Linked DNA regions of Columba livia: region 2 is linked to region 1. A link is a contact called in public Hi-C data. All regions are on one chromosome and are shown on one strand. The core of a region is the stretch at or near the end of the contact, and the rest is flanking DNA. Distances in the headings are between cores, read along the strand shown. Region 1 overlaps HIPK3 (homeodomain interacting protein kinase 3). Region 2 holds the start of HIPK3 (homeodomain interacting protein kinase 3).

Region 1 (6,604 bases), core at 2,525-5,024:
GTGGGTTTTTTTTTTCTTTGTTTTTTTCCTTGCTCAGTCACTGCTTTTCACTTCTCTTTAAATAATTTGTCTCTGAGGCATGAACCGCTCTGTCAAAATTTGTTCAAAACTGGCTTCAGGATCAGAAGTTTCTAGGAGAAAGGGGATTGAGAAACAGTACAACTGCATACAGCTCATTTACTTCAGATCTGCTAAAACGGTCTTTGTTGGCTGAAAGCTGCAATACAATGAAAGCAGACACAATTTTTAGAATGTACTTTTACGGCCTGCACACCTTGCTTCTCTCTAGGGAGCGTTATTGCACACTGGCCGTAAGCAGAGCTTTAACTTCCTATGCAAATATATCTATATTATTTTTTTTTTTCCCCAAATTGTATTGGTTCATGGTGCTTCACTGAATTTACAGCAGACTTGGGGAGTCAGGAGGCAGTTGCTGTTGACAGAAAACTTCTGCAGTGATAAACAGCTGAGGAGCTCAAAGCACAAATTGCGTAACTCTCCACAGCAAGGCGGTAAATCCCCAGAGCACTGGCCGAGCGGCTGGGGCTGGTGCTGCCCGAACGCTGCCAGGTCGGCTTATATAAGGATTCTCCAATTACACCATCCTGATTATTCCAGTTTTCTGGGTTTTTCTTTTTTTTCAGGTGTTTGATCATTAGGTGCCAGTTTACATCTGGCTTCTCCATATCAGAGAACCTAAACAACTCCTTGATGCAAACAGCCTGCCCTGTTTCCAGAGGCTGGCGCCTTGCAGAGGTTAATTGTCTTACATCAGATTAAATGCTGTTTTGGGGGGAGAACAAGAGTTTTGGTATGGACTATTGGCCATTACTTGCAATTTTTGTCAAAGTTAATTTTGGAAAGGTTTTTTATAACTGTATGTTAGAAGGTTTTTTTCCCTGCCTTGCCTCCTGCAACATGGAATCTTAAAACCAAACCTGCCTCCTGGTGCTGTCTGTGCTGAAGGAGGAAAATTGTAACGGAAAGTGGTATTCCAGCTCATAAATCACTGTTGGGTGACCACATTCGTTCTCTAGGATTTAACTGTTTGTTTTGTACATCAGTATTTAAAATACTTACACCAACTGTTGTGTATGTGAAGGAACAGAAGTATCAAAATAACAAAAGAGAAAGCAAAGAGAAATCAATCAGAGTCTCTCTGGGTTTTGGTTTGTTTTTTTACAGTGATACAATGTTGTCTCTGTTTGGAGTTAAAGGTCTGAGTTTGAGGAAATGTGTAAAATACAAATAATAGAAACCTGTGATATATAAAAATATGAGCACACAAGAGAGTTTCATTATATAACTTTTTGCTGGGCTTTCGGCACTTGCTGTGTGATTTAGAAACCACCTGTTGTAATCCAGTACTGTGATCACTCACATGTGAAATTCAGTAGATTTGGTCTTTTGATTTAGAAAATGAAAGTGGTCAGCAAAGCAGCATACAAATATACAATTGAAATATTAATATTTTTAATGGGTTTATTAGGCCATTAAATACAAAAAGTTACTTTGTAGTTGTACATATCCTTTAGTGTCAACTTCTAAACTCAGCTTTCCTTTTCTCTTTTGAGACATTGGAAGAGCACGAGGCAGAGACAGGTATGAAGTCTAAAGAGGCCAGAAAGTATATTTTCAACAGTTTGGATGATATAGTGCATGTGAGTATTAAAGCATTCTTCCTTTGCAAATGAAATGTGTGATTTTAAAACATTTTACTAGTTTGAAATAAACACCTTTTAGAATATTATTTGTTATCAGTCTCATCTATTCTTTGTGTATGTTGCTCCGAGGAAAATGTCTGGCTATGCCAGTCCTTTGGGCTTTTAATAAAGATCTTCCTTTGTCATTGCTAGTTTTAAACAGTGGTACTTGTCTTTGTGGGGGGGACACCCTTTAATTTTAAGTATAATGTGTACTTTCTCTTCTACCTTTTCTGCCATTCTGGGAAGAAAAAAAGAACACGTATGGATCGTACAATCTTAACTAGAATAACTTCCAATATAATTCTGCTATCTTAAGAATATAATTCTCAGCACAATTATTGTTTTCTCACTTTTCTTTAGCTTGATAACTCTCCCAGTCAATAGCAAAAGGAAATTGTTAATTATCTTCCATATCCTGAAAATATTTTTACAAGATTGGCATTAAAACGTTTGAAATTCTTTTTTTTGAAGATTATTTCTGTAGTTTAAGTTAGACCACATAAAGGTCTTTATCCCAAATCTTTTTAAGTTGCAAGTCCCAGACTGGAATGAAGCCTTTATGGGTTTTTAGCTGAGTGGGGAGCAGTGTTTGTGCAGAACGAAGTCACTGATGCCAAGCAGGCCGCACTGGGATAAGCTGGCAAATGCACTGTGCCCCAAACATCATTTAATATTAGTATTTTATAGCAGGAAGCAGTAACAGGAAGAGTTAAACCAACATGCACTGTTTTGTTCAACGCCAGGTGAACATGGTGATGGATTTGGAAGGAAGTGACCTGTTGGCGGAGAAGGCGGATAGGAGGGAGTTTGTCAGTCTGTTGAAGAAAATGTTGCTGATCGACGCTGATTTAAGAATCGCTCCAGCTGAGGCCCTGAACCATTCTTTTGTTACCATGAAGCACCTCCTTGATTTTCCTCATAGCAACCAGTATGTAACACACAAAAATTAATTTTTTTAAAATCTCCATTGTAGTGATTCATATGTATAATAGTGTTGTTTCATCTGCTATCAGAGATAAAAGTGTTTTGTCATTTTTTTAACATCTTAAAAAATTCTTCCAAGTGCTTGCGATATTAGATGCATCTACTTGCTCAAGGAAACAGAGTAACTTTTATTTCTTTTCTGGAAAGTAACATGTAGAGCAATAGTTTTTTGAGGTATCATATGCCCAATTGATAAAATTCCAACACTGCAGAAACTTGGGCTTGATTTTTAGGAGTATGAGAGCTAGGGTTGGAATTTCCTCTTGAGGTAAATGTCTCAAATCCCTTCTTTTATGCATTGGTTAGTATGGAATATATTGAAGTTTAGTTCTGGAATTGTGTATTTCACTGTGGGTTTTCTAAAGTGAAAGCATTTCAGTGGAAGAAAGAGCTGTCCATCCATTTAATTTATTATCTTTCCTGTTTCTATGCAGCTGTTAGAAAATTGTATTAGATGCACGGGGCAGGAAAAAGTATTGTTCTGTATTTTAATGTATGTCATAACAAAAGCTTGACATGAACATAGTAATAGCGGTATTTCTTTTTTCTGCTTCTATGTATGATGCCATTCTGTGAAACTGGAAACTGCGGTCTTCAACCTTTTTTCCTTTTCTTGTTTTGTGGAATTGATTTATACATTTAGCAACATGAAATTCTAATTAAACCAAGTTATTTTCTGTTTTTTTATAGAGTGAAGTCCTGTTTTCATATCATGGATGTTTGCAAATGCAGATCAAATTTGTACGACTCAAGTAATCGCAATAAAATGTCACTTATGAGACCAGTTGCCTCAGGCAGTGCAGCTAATCTGACTGCGAGTTTTACCAAAATCAGCCCAGTTAGAAGTCAGGTAAAACCTACCTTTTAAACTATAAATTCATGTAATGCAGTTTCTCTAGTTAATTTCATAATTGAAAAGTATATCTGGTAAGTGACAAGATCTTGTGTCCTTTACTCTCATTTTTTCCTGTTGGTTTCATAAACAGTTTAGAATTCCATATGTTTCAAGATGAAGTTACAAGCTGGGATTGCCCTAGCAAAGCACTGCTGTGTTAGAGTGCCCTCCGGTGGCCAAATGGGATTGTTTCCTGTGAAATAGATTTAAAATTTTAATTTTTATTAGTTATTTTAGCAGTTTATTATATAAGCTGGTGAGACAAGTGTGTGAGGGATTGATTCGTGGTTAGAATGTGTTATAATATGATATTGAATCTGTTCCCATAGGCGTTAACTGCATCTGCCCATTCAGTTTTGCACCAAGGGATCCCACTGCAGGCAGGAACGGCTCAGTTTGGTTGCGGTGATATTTTCCAACAGGCTTTGATCATATGTCCTCCGACTATTCAAGGTATGTAATGGATACAGTTCTTGAAATATGAGCATTTATGTCTGGTAGCGGTATTTGAGTTTTTCATTATATCCACTTAAGCTATACATATTAAAGAACTTAATTATGTCATTAAAAAAAATTGCGTGTGAGTCATATTCAGATACATAGCACCTTTCTGAAAGAAATAGTAAATCAGCATGTGCAGAAAATGATTTAAGCAATCCAGAGCCCAGCTGCATATACCGCACACACATAAATACGTGTGTGTATATATATATATCTGATAAAATAGAGGGACACAATATGGAAGCCGAAGCAAGAAATGAGGATATTCTGAAATGAAATCTGAGAGGTAAAAAGAGAGATGAGGGGAATGTGATGGGTTTTTTGGTTGTGCATTTTATTTGTTTCTTTTGGTGTGGTAGGGTTTTTTTTTGTTTTTTGGGGGTTTGTTTGTTTGGGGGTTTTTGTTTGTTTTGTTTTTGGTTTGTTTGTTTGGTTTTTTGTTTTGTGTGTGGGTGTGTGTGTTTGTTTGTTTCCCCAACTATGTCCTTAGGTATCCTAGGGATGAGCATAAGAAAAGATAACAGTTCTTGTGATAAATCTGTTTGCATAATAAAGTTGGTTTTTTTTAATTGGACATCCGAGTGAATGTTTGGGAAGACATCTGGAAATTTGGAGCTTAATTTAAGGATGTAGCTGCCCTAGGTAAACAGTGTCACATTTACTGTTCTATGGTTACGATGAAGCAGGAGAGCTAGGTAGAACTGCCACAGCTTTCTGATGGCTGAAAAACACCTAACTAAGTCTTTGAGAATGTTGTTTGCATTGTGCTATGAGGAGGAAAGGGCAGCTTGGCTGAATTCTCCTGTATTACAAAGGATAAGATGGGTTTAACTTCTGTATTTATGGAAAGAAGTAATTGTCAGATGGTTTGGTTATCACAAACATCTGGAAGACTGTGAGGTGGAAATGCTGGCACGGAAGTATTTCTGCTGTGTAGGAAATGACCAAATAAGGATATGCATCTCAAAAAGTACACATGGTAATGCAGTTGACTTCTGTTTCCGTAAACAAATGCATTTGCATCATACAAACGTAGGTCTTGTTTTTTGAGGAGTCTTTAAGTCCTCAGTTAGGTCTCAGACCTTATCGAGCAAAACTTGTTTTTCTGTTATAATGAGCTTATCAGAGAGGAGTTGATGAAAAACAGCCTTTCTCTTCCTAATGATAGTCATTTATAGAGTGAGACAAGTAGTTTGTATCATTTGCTTATTAAATTAGCTAGGTTATAGTCTTAATTTCCAAAAATGCAGTTTATCTGTCTTGGTGATGTTCAGATTTATGTTGTGGAGATAAGATCTTGAAATGATGGAGTTTATAGGAAGTAGGTTTTTTTTAAACAATTATTTTCAAAGTTCTCTTTAGTTCTCACTCCACAATTAGAAGTTATCGAAATCACACTGAATTCACTATGGGGGGAAAAAATCCCCACCGCACTTTTAACCTAAACTTAGAGCCCAGGATGTCTGTATCTCTTTAGAGTAAGACAGCTGCAGCAGACTTTATCAGTAATGGTGTTTGTGGTGGCTGCATCTGCCTTGGGTCCCAGACACTCATGAAAGCTCGGAGTATTGACTGATTTAAATGTGTAGCTTCATACACATTTCCTTCTGAGCTGCGAGTATGGCTAAGTGATTTCTGATTATAATTGTATCTATGCTTTACACACCGACATATTTCATAGTTCAAAAACCCTATTGTTTTGATTATACCCAGATGAATAAACTGATGACAGGGAAGGAAACAGTACAGGCAAACACTTTATCTGTGATCTGTATATTCTTATTATGATGATATATTTCCAAATTTAAGTTCTTTTACAGCTTGAATGAAGGGAATATATTGTTTTAATCACGTGGGTAACAAGTTGCGTTGCTGGCATGGAGGGAAAGGGATATTAATGGTATCTGGCACTGCTTCAAGGTTTCCGTGCTTGGCTGCTTAGTCGAATATCTGAAGTTCTAAAGCTCGCTTCTTCTGCCAGAGTTAAGATGTTGCTGTTCTGGTTGGACGCATGGAAAAAATTAGTCAACAGCATTTCAAAATTAAAATCTTTGGACTGCGTGGTTACAACTTAGTATTGTGTTATGACATGAGAGAATTACATCAGATGAAGATTTTCTTTCATCCTTTATTGTAAAGATTAAAAAAAAAAACAAGAACACAACAACAAAACCAAAATCAAACACTTTAATCTTTAGTTCAGTAGTTCTTTAGTAGTTACCTCTGAAACAGCCATTGCTTAGTCTTTGACTAAAGCACAAGATGCAAAATGTATTAGGAGATGAAATGAGTATATTTGCCTAGTCAGTATGTTCTTCTAGCATAGCTGTTTGTTGCAATATTGGATGAAAAAATTTCCTCTTTCATTTTAGTTTAACATTTTTATCTTAATATGTTTTTGTTGGTAGTAAACATTGCAGTGTTGCTATAAATTCCTGTGACAATAGAATCTCTATAAAGCATGAAATTTGTCATTTTCCTATTATGCTCTTGTGATAATATTCCAGTTTGCATTAGT
Region 2 (6,604 bases), core at 2,266-4,765, 59 kb before region 1:
CTCTTTGTCCACTCTTATCTCTGTTTTGGAAGGATAAATGTTGTAAACATAAAATATTTCATAAAAACCAGCAAAGTGATACTAGAATTTGAAATCCTACCATGAACTAAATCCCTGCTTAACAGATACTGCTAAATACTGTGGGAAAGACCTTCCTTGTGTTGACCTGTACTTGCTGCTCGCAGTCTTCAGGTGAGGTGACTGCAGCCTGGACACCTTCAGTGGTCACAACAACATGTTAACAACCAACACGCTTCTGCGGTGTTTGGATTTCATCATTTCTACCTGGGAAACTAAAGTGAAGTCTGCACAGCTCTGTGTACGAGCTGACAAGGAAAAACTCTGCTTTGTTAGCTCTGACGTTCGATGCAACTCACCCAAGGAAACCCTCTCCTTTTTAGCTGGGTGAGTTGAATCTGCTAAATGGGAGGTTCAACACCAGTGCCACTGGAGAGTTGTCACTGGGAGAATTTCGCTGGATGTGTGGATGTTGTAAGAGACCATTCTCCCCTTTTTAGTCGCAGTGAACTTTTAGGCTGCTCATGGTTTCATGCAACTGCACTCTATGTTATTAGTGGCTGAACAAAGGGAGTGGTGGATGGAATTACAGCCCCGTGTCCTTATCTTTGTGGTTTTGCTCTAATAGCAGAGCCATGTTCAGGACTCCAGTTTGATCAAGAATTAAGAGTCCAGCTGATATAAACAACTCATAAGCTGATAAAAACAACTCACGCTGGCCGTAAAAAGTGTTTTGGTGATGTAGCTTGTAGCAGTTTGATGAGTAAAACAAATTGTTCTAGCCAAAGCATTTTCTGTCTGTCTACACTTGGGATTTTGATAACAAAAATAGCACAAAATGTCATTGGTAGGTGTGCTGCCAAAAGCTTCTAGCCTGCATTTGTCCTCAGATCATTTCTTTTTGCTGCATAATAGAGCTGTGTCTATTGGAAATATCTTCTTCTGTAACTTATGCTTCTTCTTTCTACTCCGAGCACTCGCACCTGACTGCTGCTTCTCCTCTGCAAAGGTGTAGAAACGAGGAGGAACAAAGAGCCTATGGAGGTGTGTGTTTCAGTGCTGCAGTTTATAAATTAATCTAAATGACATAGGCCTCCTTCCACTGGGTTACTTAAGTACTTTGAAACAAAACACTCCCCTCCAAATGGTATCAGTAGTCCCCATTACTTACAGGTGTAACAGGAGTTTCTGTATTAACCCTTCAGTCGCCTACCAGCACAAAAATACCTGCCAAGAGAAAATTGGGGCAAGGAAGTGTTTACTGTTTTACAGATAACAAAAATATCATATGAGGGCTTCTCAGACACAGTTGTGTTTAACCTTCGATAGAAATGTTTATCAGAGTGTTTAAAACGTGTGTAGCCTTACCATGCGTTGTGGGCGGTTAGAAACTCTTCTGTGGCCCAAGTGCACCTTACGAGCAGTTGACTTCACAGGTCCCTTCCCATCCAAACTATTCTGTTACCCTATGATTCTGTGGCTGCAGGAGGAGATTCAGCCCTTCAGTTTGTGATGGCACCAGCCAGACCTTTCATGCCCTTTGGGCCCCTTTAGTCCCGCGTGTGATGGAATTTGCGCTGAACACAAGGAAGCCTTTAATCCAAATGGCTCCCCAGAAAGGACAAATAACGGGTCTTCAGAGAGATGCTGTGCTGCACAAAAGCAACTGAAGGAGCTTCAAAGAGATTTGAGAGTTTGATTACACGCTGCTGATACTCCTGTTGCAGGCAAGTCTGGCTTGATCTAATTAACAAAAACTGGAACGTGCGGACAGAACTGGCAGTGGTGAAATGTTTTGGGAGGCTCTGTTGTTTAGCGAACATCTGGAGAGAGACCAGTATAACAAGAGAGGTTAATCACCCCAAAATCACTCCCTTCTTTTCTAAACCTACATTAAAATCTCTTTCTGAATGCTGGTGGAAATTGTGCAAGTGTTTCAGTGGAGCGTTGGATTAATAATTTTCTGGTTTTAGAGGATCAGTGTCATTCAAGTTTACAACTATAGGAAACAATTACTTTGCAAATATAATAGGCCCAGGCAGGATCTCTCAGCAAAGCATATTTTAATAATGATTTTGCAAGACCAGGTGTTCTACCTAAAGGTAGGCACACCTAATAGGGCAAAAAGCCCCTGCTTATATCTCCCCAAAAATCACAGCTGCAATTTCCCTCCCCTCTTCCCCATCGGTTGGGTACTTCAGGGTTTACAGACTACCCCGGTGCATAAAATACCCTTCCCCTTATCAATATGTAGTCCTGGTACTTTGGCTACACTTCCCCTAAATTAACTTGTAAATACAGGTATCAGTATATATTCCGGGAAGAGACTGTGTTTTACATTAAGGATTCATAGTCTGATGTCTCTTGGTCCTTCCCCCTAAATTAACTTGTAAATACAGGTATCAGTATATATACAGGTGTCAGTATATATTCCAGAAAAAGACTGTGTTTTACATTAAGGATTCATAGTCCGATGTCTCTCAGTCCTTCCCCCCTGCTGGGGTCAGGTGCCAGGTCCTCAGTTATGTAAAAACAACAATTCTTCATTAAATGTTCCTTACACAACCATATCTGGATTGTTCTGGTTATCAAATGATAAAAAATGACATGGTGAGGAATTTTTTTTTCCTGTAGATCACAAGCATTTAATTTGGGGTGATATGTATGCCAATTTATGTTTGAGGATTAAATACACTTAAAGATTGAATCTGCGTGTACTTAATGCTTTATATTGTTAAGTCTTTATTTAGAGTTTGTATGGTTAAGCAATCAATAATGTTTATCAACATCTGAAATATTTTAAAATAATTATATGTTAATAAAATGTATATCTGAATAATTCTGTAGGACGTTGTTTTTAGGAGACGTGTGAAGAGAAGCTTGATTAATATTTATAAAATTAGTAAGCACAAGATGTAATGAGCGGCTCTCGAGAGCTATAATTTACTAACATTGACACCTACCTATTTTTCCCCACCCCTAAAATGTCTGTCTCATTATTTACAAGACTGAGTATTGGTGGTGGTACAGTAGTAACTTCAATGTTACGGTTTAGTCCTTCTATACAATGACTCTTGTCTTTTCCAATTAATTAATTCAAATTCTGACTTGGCATCCTGACAATCTTTATTACAAGGATTGGACCTAAATAAAGGTTAAAAGCATGCAGGCACGCGTTGAAAATACTAGAACAAGTAGTGAGAGAAAAATAGGAGAGTACATGTAGTTGTGCAAGTAAATAAAGAAATTGTTGGTTATTTTTGGCAAGAGGTGGAGAACCACGTGATGTCCAGTTGTAGCTGTAGCCAAGGATTTATCTTGGGGCCAACTACTTCATAAGCAAACAGTAATTCCTTTTTGGCCCCACATCAGCTGTATACTATTTAGGGTCAAGAATGCTGTTTGCAGAAGTTGACCAGTCCTACAACCAACCACTAATATTTAAGTGATGTATAATATTAGGGGCATGTAGTTACTGAGGGTGTATCCTGTTATTTTGTCAAGAGTTGAGCAAGGCACAGTGCTGGACTATAACGTGGGGCACAAAATGGTTATGTTTGCTCCGTCCTGTTACTCGTAGAGTGAGTGGTGTGTTTGATGGTGTCCGGCTAAAGCAGCAGGGACTGCTCATCAGGGAAAGATGGCACACCAGATCTAGAAGGTTGGTGCTTCACAGTTATTTTTTCAGGGCTGGGGAGGGGTGTCTCTTTATCTTATAAAGCAAGAGCATGGATTTGGGGTTCATGTGTTCATTCTCACGTTGTCATCATCCAAACCGCAGGTCTTGAGAATCAGGTCTTTTCCGTGACATCGATTTCCTCATCATGCACGTTATGTGAACGTTACTGTAGTTGGCAGGCAATGAGATGGGGAAGAAGAGCTCACCGTTTGGTGTTTGATGATTAGGACTGTCAGGGGTTTTGCAGGTGCTCCTTAGAGAGCTCTCACAAAGCATGGGGTTGCGTTCCTGCAGGTAGTGACAGAGCGGGGCGGGCAGAGGAGCGTTAGCGCCAGGAGCATCTCAGATTGTCCCCGCACGGCTTCCCGGGGGCAGGTCCAGGGACAGGGGGTCCTGCCCGGGCTGAGCTGCTGCCGGGGAGGCGATGGCCGCTCACCTGCCTCGCCTCGTCGGGGCGAGAGGGCCGGGTAAGCGCCGGGCGTTACTCACAGCGCCGGCGGCCAGCAGCGCAGCTCCACCGCCGGGAGAGTTCGGTTTGTGCGCCCAGGGGCTGGCGGAGCGCTCGGCCGCGGGGAGCGGAGCGCTCGCAGCGCCGGGAAGGCAGCGCAGGGCGGCGGCCCGGGGCGGCTCCCGGCTGCGGCGGGCGTCGCTCGGCGGGGCCGGGCGGGGGCGCTGCCGCCGAGGCGCGGGGCCGGGCCGGGCCGGGCGGCGGAGCAGGCGGGCGGCGGGAGGGCCCGGCTGGCTGGGCGCGGGCCCGGGGCACGGAGGAGCGGGGCACGGCGGAGCGGGGCCTCGGTGCGGCGCGGCCCGCAGGCCCCCCCTGCAGCACCCGGCGGGGCCTCGTCCCGGCGCTGCGGGGCGATGGGCGGCGGCGGGCGCCGCTAGGCCGCCGCGGGCAGAGCAGCGGTGGAGGCGGGAGGAGGTGGAGGAGGCGGTGGCCGGGGGCGGGCTGGGTCCCTCCCCGGGAAGATGAGGCGGAGGCCCGGGCTGCCGAGCGGGCTGAGCTGGGGCTTTTCCCTCCCAGCCGCCAGGACAAGATGGCAGCGGCCGAGGCGGCGGCGGCAGGAGCGGCGGGGGTGAGAGGCTGAGCCCGGCCGGAGCGGCGCTTCCCCGTGGCGCTCCCGGACATGCCCAGGGCGGCAGCGGCAGCTCCAGCTCGGACGCCAGCGCGGCCCGATCCGTGAAGGTGAGCGGCCGGGACAGCAGCGGGGCCGGTCCCGCCGGGCGGAGAGGGGCGCTGCCCGCCCTGGCGGCTTTCGCCTCCTTCCCATGGGGGGCTCCGGGGCGTGGGGTCGGGCCTGAGCTCCCCTCGCTGCCCCGCGGTGGGTGCTGCGCCGCCTGCGCTCCGTGCGCCCCTGCCCTTGCCGGAGCGGGCGGCGCCGCTTCCCCTTCCCGTCACCCTCGACGGCGCCTGCTGCGCAGCGTCCCCGAAGTTTCCCCTTCCCCGCTGCGGGGAAGCGCTCGCCCCGACCTCCCGGCGCGGCCCCAGCTGCCGGGCGAGGCCGCCGCCCGCCGGGGGAAGGCGTGGCTGCCCGCCTCGCCCGTTACCGGCGGTGAGGCCAGGCGGGCTCCGTTGTGCCCCACTCCACTCCCGGGCGCGCCGCCGCCGCCTCCCGGTACGGTGCGCTCGGGTCGCCCGGGCGCGGCAGCCGCTGCTCCCGTTACGGGTCGCGCTCTCGGTTGCCTGCGCCCCGGTGGCTCCTCGTAGCCACGGCCGGACCCGAGCCCCGAGAAGAGACCAGCGGGACTCGCTCCCCTGCGCTGTAGGGGAGCAAGTGGTGCGGAGGGGCCGGGATAAATAAAAACAACTGGAAAGGAAGTTGGCGCTGTGAAATTTGGTCAGTTACCAAGAACGAGCTCTGTAAAAACAGAGGGGGTTATTGCTGGTGGCTTTAACACAATGGTGATTGCAGCAGGGATTGTGCTGGGTTTGTTCTGGTTCTTGTTTTGTTGCGGTGTCAATTATAAAACTGGCAGATGCGTTTGCGTGTGTCTAACGCTGTAGGAAATCGTGGTTTTCTTTTTTTAAAAATTTATTTGCATCAAGCCCTCAGTCGTCAGTGCTATGTGCTTACATACATACAAATATCTTTCTTTTGAGGGTATACTTCAGTTACTAACTGTTGCGTCTGGCTCAATACATCGGTGCCAAAACTGCGATGGTTTCCTTTTTTGTTAACTTGGTAAGTTGTTTTGACACTCCCAGCCTTGCCTTCCCCGAAATTATGTGCCTCTCTGATGCTTTTGCATCTTCCTGCTTGCGTATAGCCTTGTTTATTTCTGTTACTTTAGTATCTTTCAATTGTGGGAAAACATATTATTAACATGAGAGGCAATTGTATTAAGTAAAGCTGCAGTTGTTGATAACACTGCATATTTCTGTGATTATTCCCCCCCCAGTATTACCTCCCATTACATCATTTGCGAAAAGTTTGTGCTCTGATTGATTTCACACAAAGTAGGAAAGCTTGACTGGACTCTGAGGACTTAGTTTTTGACATAGCAAATTAGCTCTGTTATGGAATTATTGTTAAAGGTTTCTATCAGCTAAGTTTAAAACTCACACAGTAACTGTCTAGTAAGTGTGGCAGCCAGCAAACAGATTAATTAAGCATCTGGAAAATAGGTCAAGACTGTATTATGAAGTGGCATGGTGAGATCGCAAATAAATAGAGCAAAGTGTTAGCATGGACTTACCAGGAGAAAACTGATACTGATATAACAGCGGTGACTGCTTTATCTGTGCTGCCGCAAACCATTTATGGTAGCACACAGTGAGATGGTGTTTATAATCATGTAAAACAGGAATTAGAGAGAGTTTTCGTTTAGTGCGTGTATTAGCAGTGACTTCTGTTGTTGTGCGGGTTCTGCTGCTTGCTCAGGGTGTGGCATGGCTTGTGCTTGTAA

The links. A called contact is a pair of places that touch in the nucleus more often than the background predicts.
Region 2: a contact with region 1 is called in a Hi-C map of crop, with 2.8 times the contacts expected there. The contact joins the promoter of HIPK3 here to the enhancer-like site in region 1. A contact is called at or near these places in 2 of 2 Hi-C or Micro-C datasets (crop and liver).

Annotation. Positions count from the first base shown.
Region 1 is chr5:60,710,276-60,716,879 of bColLiv1.pat.W.v2, reverse strand. It overlaps HIPK3 (homeodomain interacting protein kinase 3), which reads left to right. Exons shown (of 16, transcript XM_021301199.2): 5 at 1,575-1,661; 6 at 2,450-2,634; 7 at 3,381-3,540; 8 at 3,915-4,038. Among named protein-coding and RNA genes, the nearest start is that of KIAA1549L, 19 kb to the right of the region's middle. Within about 2 kb of position 3,774, at least 1 of the 3 cell types and tissues checked has an H3K27ac peak away from gene starts, as active enhancers do.
Region 2 is chr5:60,769,409-60,776,012 of bColLiv1.pat.W.v2, reverse strand. It overlaps HIPK3 (homeodomain interacting protein kinase 3), which reads left to right and starts at 3,515. Exons shown (of 16, transcript XM_021301199.2): 1 at 3,515-3,679. LOC135579617 (a long non-coding RNA gene) reads left to right here. Exons shown (of 4, transcript XR_010473119.1): 4 at 1-3,336.